Regions from separate parts of the Ovis aries genome. Here all the other regions are linked to region 2. The links are chromatin contacts, called in public Hi-C maps. All regions are on one chromosome and are shown on one strand. Each heading gives the region's core, a stretch centred on a gene start, on an enhancer-like site or on the middle of the called end of the contact. The rest is flanking DNA. Distances are from core to core; before and after follow the strand shown. Region 1 overlaps NCOR2 (nuclear receptor corepressor 2). Region 2 has its middle 100 kb from the start of SCARB1. Region 3 overlaps NCOR2 (nuclear receptor corepressor 2).

Evidence for each region. Hi-C and Micro-C count contacts between places; a contact is called where the count stands out from the background.
Region 1: a contact with region 2 is called in a Hi-C map of hypothalamus, with 6 times the contacts expected there. The contact joins two enhancer-like sites. A contact is called at or near these places in 7 of 16 Hi-C or Micro-C datasets (blood, hypothalamus, liver and 4 more).
Region 3: a contact with region 2 is called in a Hi-C map of tail adipose tissue, with 5 times the contacts expected there. The contact joins two enhancer-like sites. A contact is called at or near these places in 4 of 16 Hi-C or Micro-C datasets (liver, omental adipose tissue, retroperitoneal adipose tissue and 1 more).

The regions. Positions count from the first base shown.
Region 1 is chr17:51,418,485-51,421,500 of ARS-UI_Ramb_v3.0, reverse strand. NCOR2 (nuclear receptor corepressor 2) reads right to left here. Exons shown (of 50, transcript XM_060401093.1): 17 at 2,227-2,366; 18 at 255-427. Among named protein-coding and RNA genes, the nearest start is that of RFLNA, 95 kb to the left of the region's middle. Within about 2 kb of position 1,625, at least 3 of the 54 cell types and tissues checked have an H3K27ac peak or open chromatin away from gene starts, as enhancers often do.
Region 2 is chr17:51,070,638-51,073,700 of ARS-UI_Ramb_v3.0, reverse strand. No RefSeq gene overlaps it. Among named protein-coding and RNA genes, the nearest start is that of SCARB1, 100 kb to the right of the region's middle. Within about 2 kb of position 1,365, at least 24 of the 54 cell types and tissues checked have an H3K27ac peak or open chromatin away from gene starts, as enhancers often do.
Region 3 is chr17:51,401,171-51,404,060 of ARS-UI_Ramb_v3.0, reverse strand. NCOR2 (nuclear receptor corepressor 2) reads right to left here. Exons shown (of 50, transcript XM_060401093.1): 15 at 1,102-1,156. Among named protein-coding and RNA genes, the nearest start is that of TRNAG-CCC, 94 kb to the right of the region's middle. Within about 2 kb of position 1,295, at least 36 of the 54 cell types and tissues checked have an H3K27ac peak or open chromatin away from gene starts, as enhancers often do.

The DNA.
Region 1 (3,016 bases), core at 376-2,875, 350 kb before region 2:
ACAAAACCAAACTGGTGCTCTGGATTTGTAGGTGAATTCTCCAATTCTGGAAGGATCACAGCTGAAGGGCAGAGAACCTGCCCCAGGCACTGTTCTAGGCTCTTCCTACACGCAAAGTCACTGAAATGCTCAACCCTACAAGTTATAAGCATTACTCACAACCCTGGTGCTGATGAAGCCATCAGGACACAGAGAGGTCAAATAGCAAGTTTGCAACGAATGCTGGGATTCTGAATCCCCAGCCCAAGACTCACCCAGCTCAGCGCTCTGCTGCGGGGTGACGGCCTCCTCGCTGTTGGCCTCGTTGGCCATCGAGCGGGTGATGCGGCCTTTGCGTCTCCCCTGACTGTTGGCGGTTTTCCGGCCTTTGGAGGTCACTGCCTCCTTCTCATCGTTGTCTTCCCCAGAGGTGTCGTCCGTCTTCTCCCTAAGGCCAGAGAGGGGAGGCAAGGATGGTTTCACCTGGGCCAGGAACCTAAACGGCAGTTTCAAGACAGCCGCTTTTCTTTAGCAAGATGAGCGCTGGCTGCCAGCGATTTTCTACTAGCCCAAGGGAGCGGAAAAAAGGGGGAAAGCTCGGGGTAATGCGGTAGCAATCTGCAAGGCTCCTTTATTCACCAGATTGAGGGAATGAGGCTGCTAGAGGTCTGCAATGCCATCTTATTTATCAAAAGGGAGGTGAGAGCTGGTAGCTGTCATCTGCTTTATTCTCCAACAGGGATGTGGGCTGGTAGGTAACTGATTGCCTTATTTTATTCATCCAGTGTGGGTATGGGCTGGTGGCTATCTGCAAACCCATTTTTTCTTAAGTTATTTATTTGGCCGGGGTAGGTAGGTCTTCATTTCTCCAAGGGCTTTTCTCTAGTTGTGGAGAGTGGGGGTTACTCTCTAGTTGTGATCAGGCTTCTCATTGCAGTGGCTTCTATTGTTGCAGAGCACCAGCTCTAGGGCACATGGGCTTTCAGGAGTTGTGGCTCCCGGGCTCCAGGCTTGTAGGCTCAGTAGCTGTAGCACACGGGCTTGGTTACTCCAAGGCATGTGGGATCTTCCCGGACCAGGGATCGAACCTGTGTCTCCTGCATCGGCAGGTGGATTCTTTACCACTGAGCCACCAGGGAAGCCCTGCAAGCCCATTTTATACATCAACTAGAGATGCTCTCTGCTATCCGTTTGCAAGCTTACTGGATTAAATGCATAGGGGTGCAGGCTGGTACACCCTTCAGGCTACTTTACTCCCCACAGAGGAGATGTCCCCCTCCCTACCAACAATGCTAACTCTGCCTTCTGTGTTATCACGGGCCACTGGGGCTTGCAGAAAACGCAAGAGGAGAGTATTCCGCCGGCCTGATGCAGGCCGAGTCAGGTGTGTGGGGAGCATGTGACCTCAATAGCTGGGGCTGGGACTCTTCTTAGAAGCCGACTCAGGGGAGTTTACTGCAGGGCCGCTCAGATTTATCACCACCACCTTCCATTCATCTTCTTGAAGGCCCTCGCAGGAACGTCTGGCAGACAGGGGGTAACGAAGCCAGATGTTCTCAGAAGCCACATTCCTGAGCTTGCTCCAGGTACCTGGCGCTAAGTTGTGCCCGCCCCCCCCTTCACCCCTTGCTCGGAGTGAATCTCCAGCTGGCGGTGCTCCACCCCTGGCAGGCACGGGAGGCCGTCAGGGGCCCCGAGGCGAGGCTGTGCCTTGATCTGCAAGAACTCACACTGACAGCAATAATTCTAAAGGTGAGGGCTGCCGCCTGCGTGTACCTCGTCCTCTCAGATCTGCCCCCCTCCCGCTCTCAGCATCTCAGGAGACTCAGCGGAGGAAAGGGGAGAAGACGGGGAGGTGGGGCAGGGGGGTGAGGCAAAGAGTTCCAAAGTCATTGCCTGGATTTATTAGCTCAGGAGTAGAGCTCAAATGAGCCATCAGTCTCTAAGGTCTCCAGAGGCTTCAAGAGAAAGGCGGGCAGGTGGAGGAAAGAGAGAGGAACAGGCTTCCGGAAGGGAGGAGGAGGGGGGTGCGTGCTGCCAGGGGACCGGCAAAGGAGAAAGCGCTTCCCTTCTCAGCAGGAGATCTGCTGTAGATAGACGGCAAATGCTCACACGCCTTTACGGAGGGTGGAGGGCGGGTGGCCTGCAGGCTGAGTACCAACCATGGCCCCCCTGCTAGCCTGCCCGCCCGCCTGCCACCTGGGGGTTGTGGCCGGGCCCCCCGCAGGACCACCGGGCTGGCCTTACTTGATCAGCTCCTCCTTGTCATTCTCCACGTCAGGCTTCTCCTCCTCCTTCTCCACCTCCTTCTCCTTCTCCTTCTCATCTTTCTCCTCCTGGCTGCTGCGGGGCATCTGCTGCTGCTGCTGTTGCTGTTGCTGCTGCTGCTGCCAGGCCCCAGGGGAAGGCAGGGGGCAGTGGGGGAGAGAAGGACACAGTCAGGCAGGCAAGGCTCTGCACCTGGACTGAGAGCTGGAGGGGAGGGGGAGTCCGCGGGAGCCCCCTTCTCCAACACCTACACTGTGAGCTGGGCAGAAAGCCCCACAATCTGGGGCACTGGGAGGCAGGAGTCAAAGGGCAAGGTATAGAAAGTGCTCGTGTCAGACCCCTGGCCTCTGGCACTTGGTGACTGCGTGACCTTGGATGAGAGTCTTAAGCTCTCTGTGCTCCGATTCTTCCCTTTGAAAGCATGCCTACCCCTCAGCCAGGCATGGGGAGGCCAAAACGAGCGAATGCTTACAGAGTTGGCATCTGGCACCAGGATTTAAGCGTGGTGGGAGCCCCAAGGCAGGAGGGTGGGGCCCTGGTCAGCTTCAGGCAAGAGCAGGGTGAACACAGGGAAAACTGGGTCACAGCCTGAGTTCCCTGCCTGCCTGCTTGCCTGACTGCCCCAGACAAAAGCTCAGGCCAGCTCTCCAGGCCTCAGTCTCCACATCTGTAAAATGGGTAGACGGAAGGGCTGTCCCCAGGCCCATTCAGGATGGCTGCTGCTATGACGAGGGCCTGCTTTTGCTGCCGTGGGCCTGGTCTTCCTCTC
Region 2 (3,063 bases), core at 116-2,615:
CGGGGTCAGTCCCTAGGTCGGGAAAATCCCCTGGAGAAGGGAACAGCTATCCACTCCAGTAGCCTTGCTTTGAGAATTCCATGGACAGAGGAGTCTGACAGGCTACAGTCCACAGGGTCCCAAAGAGTCAGACACAGCTGAATGACTGACACTTCCACTGATCTCCACATAACATTTAAAGAAGCTAGTTTTACACAGTAGAGATCCATCCATGATTCACCTGGGAGAACGCCCACGCCATGTGTGAGAGCAACACCTCCTGGGGATGTACGGTTTCACAGCTCACCTCTACTAGACGTTATGGATACTTAAGTAAACTGCATCCTGAATGTTTGATCCAAGAGTACCTTGTGACGCGTTTGTCTTTTCAGGACTTCCCTGGAGGTCTAGTGGTTAAGATGTGCTTCTCCTGCAGGGGGCAAGGGTTCAACCTCTGATCAGGGCGCTAAGATCCTGTATGGCGTATAGCGCAGCCAAAGAAATAAAGAAAAGTCCTCTATGTGACCATCATGAGGACCTATGAAATCAATGCAACAGGAATTAGAGTGTCTTTTGGAGGGAGGAGGGCAGGGGCACCAAGGGGTCAAAGGGACTTGCCTGCAGAATACAGCATGTTGGGGCCTCTTTTGCAAACAGCTCTGGCTTCCAAACCCCACTGGCTGCCTAATCTCTAGATCTGATATCATGGAAGAAACCATGTCCTTCCCCCAAACAGTTGCAGCTGCCACAGCCAGAGACCACAGGGGCTGGGTCACCACCCTGTGACCAGACACTCTTAGTGTCTTCTCTGGGAGTTCCTGTCCCCTAAAATGGAAGAAATTCCAGCAGCCCAGGGAAAAGCAGATGGGGCAGGCCATGGGCACAGATGGAAGATCCCAGAGACCAGAACAACATTGCACAGTTCTGAGAGCCTGCCACAAACCAGGCCACCACAAGGATGCCGTCCACACCACATTATTCCAGCCCATCTGCTGAGATGTCTTCCCCGGGGGAGCGGAAGTCCCATTTCATCATGGAAGTTGAGGGGGTGGATGAGAGTCAGTGTGCAGAAATGTGCATCGTGACTGATGTTGCTCAAACATCTGTCACTTAAAGTTGAAAACAAACATCTCCATCTCCAAGGACCCCCTTCATCTTCAGCTGAGGACCTCTGGATGTTATCAAGTTTGCTGCGGCTCAGGCCTCATGGCAAAAGTGCCTGTGAGATCTGGGAACATTCACGACTCCAGACTCCAAGACACGGCCACTTGGCCTTCACCCTCTGGGGAGGCATGCCAGGCCTGGAACCCTCAGAAGCTGGCACCCGAGCCCTGGGAGAGAACAGTCTGAGAAACAGCCCCCACTGAAGCAGTGGCCCTTAGCCCTCCCTCTGGCAAAAGTCCTGGGCGGCTTCCTCCAGTCTCCTCTGCCCTCCCTTTGCAGTCTTGTTGTGGGTGTGAGAGAGCCAAGCACTATTTTTAGCAGTGTTTATTCTTACTCTTCTCCTTCCCTCCCGTTCTCGACCTCTCTGGAACGAGCCTAGATGTACCCCCGCTAAGGGCTTTTCTGGCATCGCAGGGCACGTGTTGGTGTGTGGGACCTCTTTCTGGATGCAGCCACGATTGAGTTGGGAATAACAAACTTTTCAATCTCAGATGCTCCAGAATCAGGACCCGTCTGTATATTTGCTTGAAAATGACGTTCCTCAAAGCTGGTTTCCCCAGCATGATTTCCAGAAAGGATACAAGACAGCAGGAGTCTCTGGACTTCCCTGATGGTCCAATGGTTAAGACTACACACTTCCAATGAAGGTTCAATTGACCCAGGTTCAATCCCTGCTCAGGGAAGTTCCACATGTCACACAGTGCGACTGAAAAAATAAATAAAATAAAAATAAAGATGCACATACCTTTAAAGGGGGCTTCCCTGGTGGCTCAGATGGTAAATAATCTGCCCACAATGTTGGACACCTGGAGTCAATCACTGGGTCAGGAAGATCCTCTGGAGAAGGGAACGGCTACCCACTTCAGTATTCTTGCCTGGAAGATTGCATAGACAGAGGAGCCCGGCAGGCTACAGTCCATGGGGTCGCAAAGAGTTGGACCCAACTGAGCGACTAACACCTTCAGTTTACTTTCATACCTTTAAAGGTGGGGTGTAGAGGGGGCAGTATTTTCCTGGTGGTCCAGTAATTAAGACTCTGATCTTCCAATGCAGGGTTCCCAGGTTTGACCCCTGCTCAGAGAACTAAGATGCATGCCACATGGTACCACCAAATATATATATATATATATATATTTTTTTTTTTTATTAAAAAAGAGAGTAGGAGTCTCTGACAAACAACAGTCATGAGTCCTGGTTAACTGGACCACGAGGAGATGCGCTGGGTGACAGACAAGCACGCATGCCCCGGACCCAGCTGCTGAGCCTAAAATCTGAACTCTGACACTTAGCAGCCATAAGACCTTGGGTGTTTACCTGTCCTCTCTGCACCTGTCTCCTCATCTGTAAAAAGATGGTGATGATAAGAACATTCACCTGGGTTATGAGGAAAATGAGACGCCCTCATATGAAGAGTTTAAAGCAGTGCATGGCACATAGGAAGCATTCAGTTAATGTTGGCAGCAACCTGTTTTAGGAGAGGAAACCAGTCCACCAGAGCCTGGCTCTGGGCCAAGAGTCCCCAGCATCTGCGACTTGGATGAGGCTGAGGCCCATCTCTGGGTGGGGGCAGGGCGCAGTGTCAGCCACGAGGCCTGGAGCCACCAGGAGCCACTCTCCAGACCAGGTTGAAGGCACTGTCCTGGGAGCCGGCCACCCAGATTGAAAGAATCATAGTTATTACCCGTCAGCCAATCCAGCCCTCTGCGGACATTGCTAATTAATAACTTTACAGACCCTGTAACTTCACACGAGAATACTGCAGAGCATTTTATATGTGTAGAAACTCTTAATATGTACAATGGAGAAACACAAGGAGCACAGGTTATGCAGCGCTGATCTGTCGATCTTTCTTCTATTTTTTTTTTCCCACTCTTGAATGAAAACAAAAAAGAAATAGACGTGGCTCAGGCCCCCAGGTTT
Region 3 (2,890 bases), core at 46-2,545, 330 kb before region 2:
AATCCCTCCTTGAATCTCCGGGGAGCCCCAACCTAGAGTCTCCTGCATTGTCCACACCCCTAGTAAGAAGCTGCCACTAACTCAGGGGAGAGGCTATTTATGGGCTTGCTTCTCTACACTGGTTTTTCAGGCCGGGAGAGATTTCGCTTCCCGACGCTGCCCCATCTCCCTCCTTCTATGGGTATCAGTTCATTAAGGGCAGATGCTGGGAACAACTGTTACCCTTTAAAACACCCGCCTGGATTCTGCTCCAACTGCCCTCCCAAAATTAGGAAGCATGAGGCCTCCACTAGCAGGGTGTTTGCAAAGCTAGGGGTGGGCAGACACCCCCACACTGAGAAACAAGATTCGGGGAAATGCTGCTTTAAACACCCAGACAAGCAGCTCCAGAAAGTAAACCTTTTCAGGAAGCTTGTCTGGCTCCACCCCGATGATGCTAGGGCCCAATGGCAGACTCTGACCTAGGGCCACGTCCAGCCCAGCCTCGTGGGTGCACAAAAGGGGGCGTTACCATTCCCTAGGACGTTCTGTGTCCACCTGCCAATAGGGAGCTGGAGCAGAGAAGGGCACCACCCCTGTGAAGCTCGAGTGTCAGTTCTCCATCGGGTTTTATCCAAAGGGGATGAGGACTTTGCCAGCCACACGCCTGGCTTGGCATAAGGTGTGTCAGCATAGAGACCATCAGAGGGACCTAGAAAGGTCATTCCATCCAGTGCCCTGGAAGACCAGCACTCTTGCCCATAAGACTTAATTAGGATGCCAGGCACAGCACAGCTTCTAGAACCCAGGCCCAATCTGCCAGGATGCTCGCTGCCACGTCGGAGGAGGAGCTGGTGCACACAACTCTCCTGGGGTTTCCCAGCCTGGAGCTCCGCCCCCGAGGGCCCGGGAGGCTGGGGCGGGGCCTGTGGCTGCTCCCAGGAGGGAGGCAGGAGGAAAGCGCTGTCAGACACAGCAAGGAGAGCAAGGGGCCGGCAGGCAGAGGCCTCGTGGGTGGGGAGGGAGGGTCCTTCACCAGCAGCCCAAGCGGCTACCCGCAGAAGTGGACGCCAGAGGGGAACGGGGAGGGGCGGGCGGCGCTGCACTCCTGGGCAGACTCACCTTCCTCTCCAGGAATGATGCGATCAGGCCGAAGTTCTTGGGGTGCTGCATGAATCTGCGAGGAGAGAAGGGCGGGCCTGAGACCAGGCCGAGGGGGGCTGCCCGGCTGGGCGGCCGCCGAGCTCCCGGGCGCCTGCCATCTCCGCGGGCCCGGCTGGACGGGCGCCGCCCCACTCGGAGCAATTAAGCCCAGGGGGGTGTGGGAAGGGCCGAGGCGGGCGGGACCGAGGGGTAAGAGAGGGCGTTCCTTGGAGTGAGTCACTAGTTTTAGCGCCTTTGAAAATACATTTGTTTGTCCTGCTAGAGGCGGGTTCCAGGAAAAATGAGGACATTACATGCAGCCCTGTGGTGGGGTTCCCCCCCTTTAAAAAATCTGCTTTTGTTTCTATCTCCGGCTGGGCCTGGGAAGCTGGGCCTCGCCCGGCCCACACGGGGCCCCCAAGGGCGAGGTGACGGCACAGAATCTCGAGGCTGCCGGGCCTCCCCGGGAGATGGGAGCAGAGGCTCCGAGTGCCCGCGGGGAGGCGAGCAGGAGGCAAGCCAGCCCAGGAGGCGGCAAGAAGGGACCGAAGTTGGAGGGGTGGCGGGGAACTGGCGCCCCACCAACTGGCTTCCTGCGAAGCCGAGAGAATTACTGGGAAAGAGCTCGGCCAGGCTGAAATGTCAGGGCCACAGGAGCAGGCGGACGGCGGGGGTGGAGATGTGGGTCACGGCTGCTGGGGCCCCGGGGATGCTGGGCGGGGCCTTGGCTGCTCCGCCCCCCCCCCCCCCCCACCCCGCCACGACACACCACCACCCCGCAGCCTCCCTGGGGAGGGAAGAGGCTGCTGGGGAGGCAGGGGCCCCGGGTCCCCCACCCCCACCCCCACCCCCAGGGAGTCCGGGCCAGGGCTGGCGATCATCCTGCCCAGCCCTCCAGATGGCTGGGCTGGAGGCCAGCCGGCCCCTCCCCGGCTCCCCAACCAGACACTGGAGAATCCGGAACAGCCTCTCTGTCTTCCCAGAGGAAGCCGCGAGTCAGGCAGGCTTCCCGGCCTGCAAGCCCGCCTCAGGCAGCTTGCAGAGCTGGAGGCGGCCTAACGCCCTGATTTTCCAGACAGACAGAATCTTCCCTTTCTCTCCCTGCCCCTGTGACACTTCCTTCCCCCACCCCCCACCCCCCAAAATATCCCTTCCTTGGGGTTTCCCCAAGCAGAGATGGGGCCCTCAGGAGACCAAGAAGCAAACTCAGAGGATTCCCTTAGGTCAACTGTTCACCTCCCTCCAACTTACACCTGTATCCTCTGCGGATGTTTACTGAGAATTTACTCTGACATGGGGCACCTCAACAGCCACACAAGGAAGCACTGAGGCTACACCCATTTTACAGATGTGGAAACTGAGGTTCAGGGAGGAGAAGTGGCTGTTCGAAATCACAAGGCCATTAAGTGAGCTCTACGGCACTAACACACGATTTTCAAAGGCCCTGAGTGCTATAACTTCCACTGAAAAGGAGTGATCACCTGGCACCCTGAAGGACACAAGCTGCCAACTTGGGTCTCAGCCCACATCAGCCCAGCCTGGGTCCCCCGTTCTTCAGCTACTGTACTAACAGTATGCAATCATTAGGTCAGAACAGGAAAGCTCCAGAAAGGCCAAAACATAGAAAGCACCCCCAGAAACCTCTTTTCTTAAAAAAAAAAAAAGCATAAATAAAAATAGGAAACATGTTAGGGGGATTTAAATATCTAATGCAACAGTAATTCTTGGAATCCATGACCATACTATAGTTGGTTCTTAAAGTGTAAAA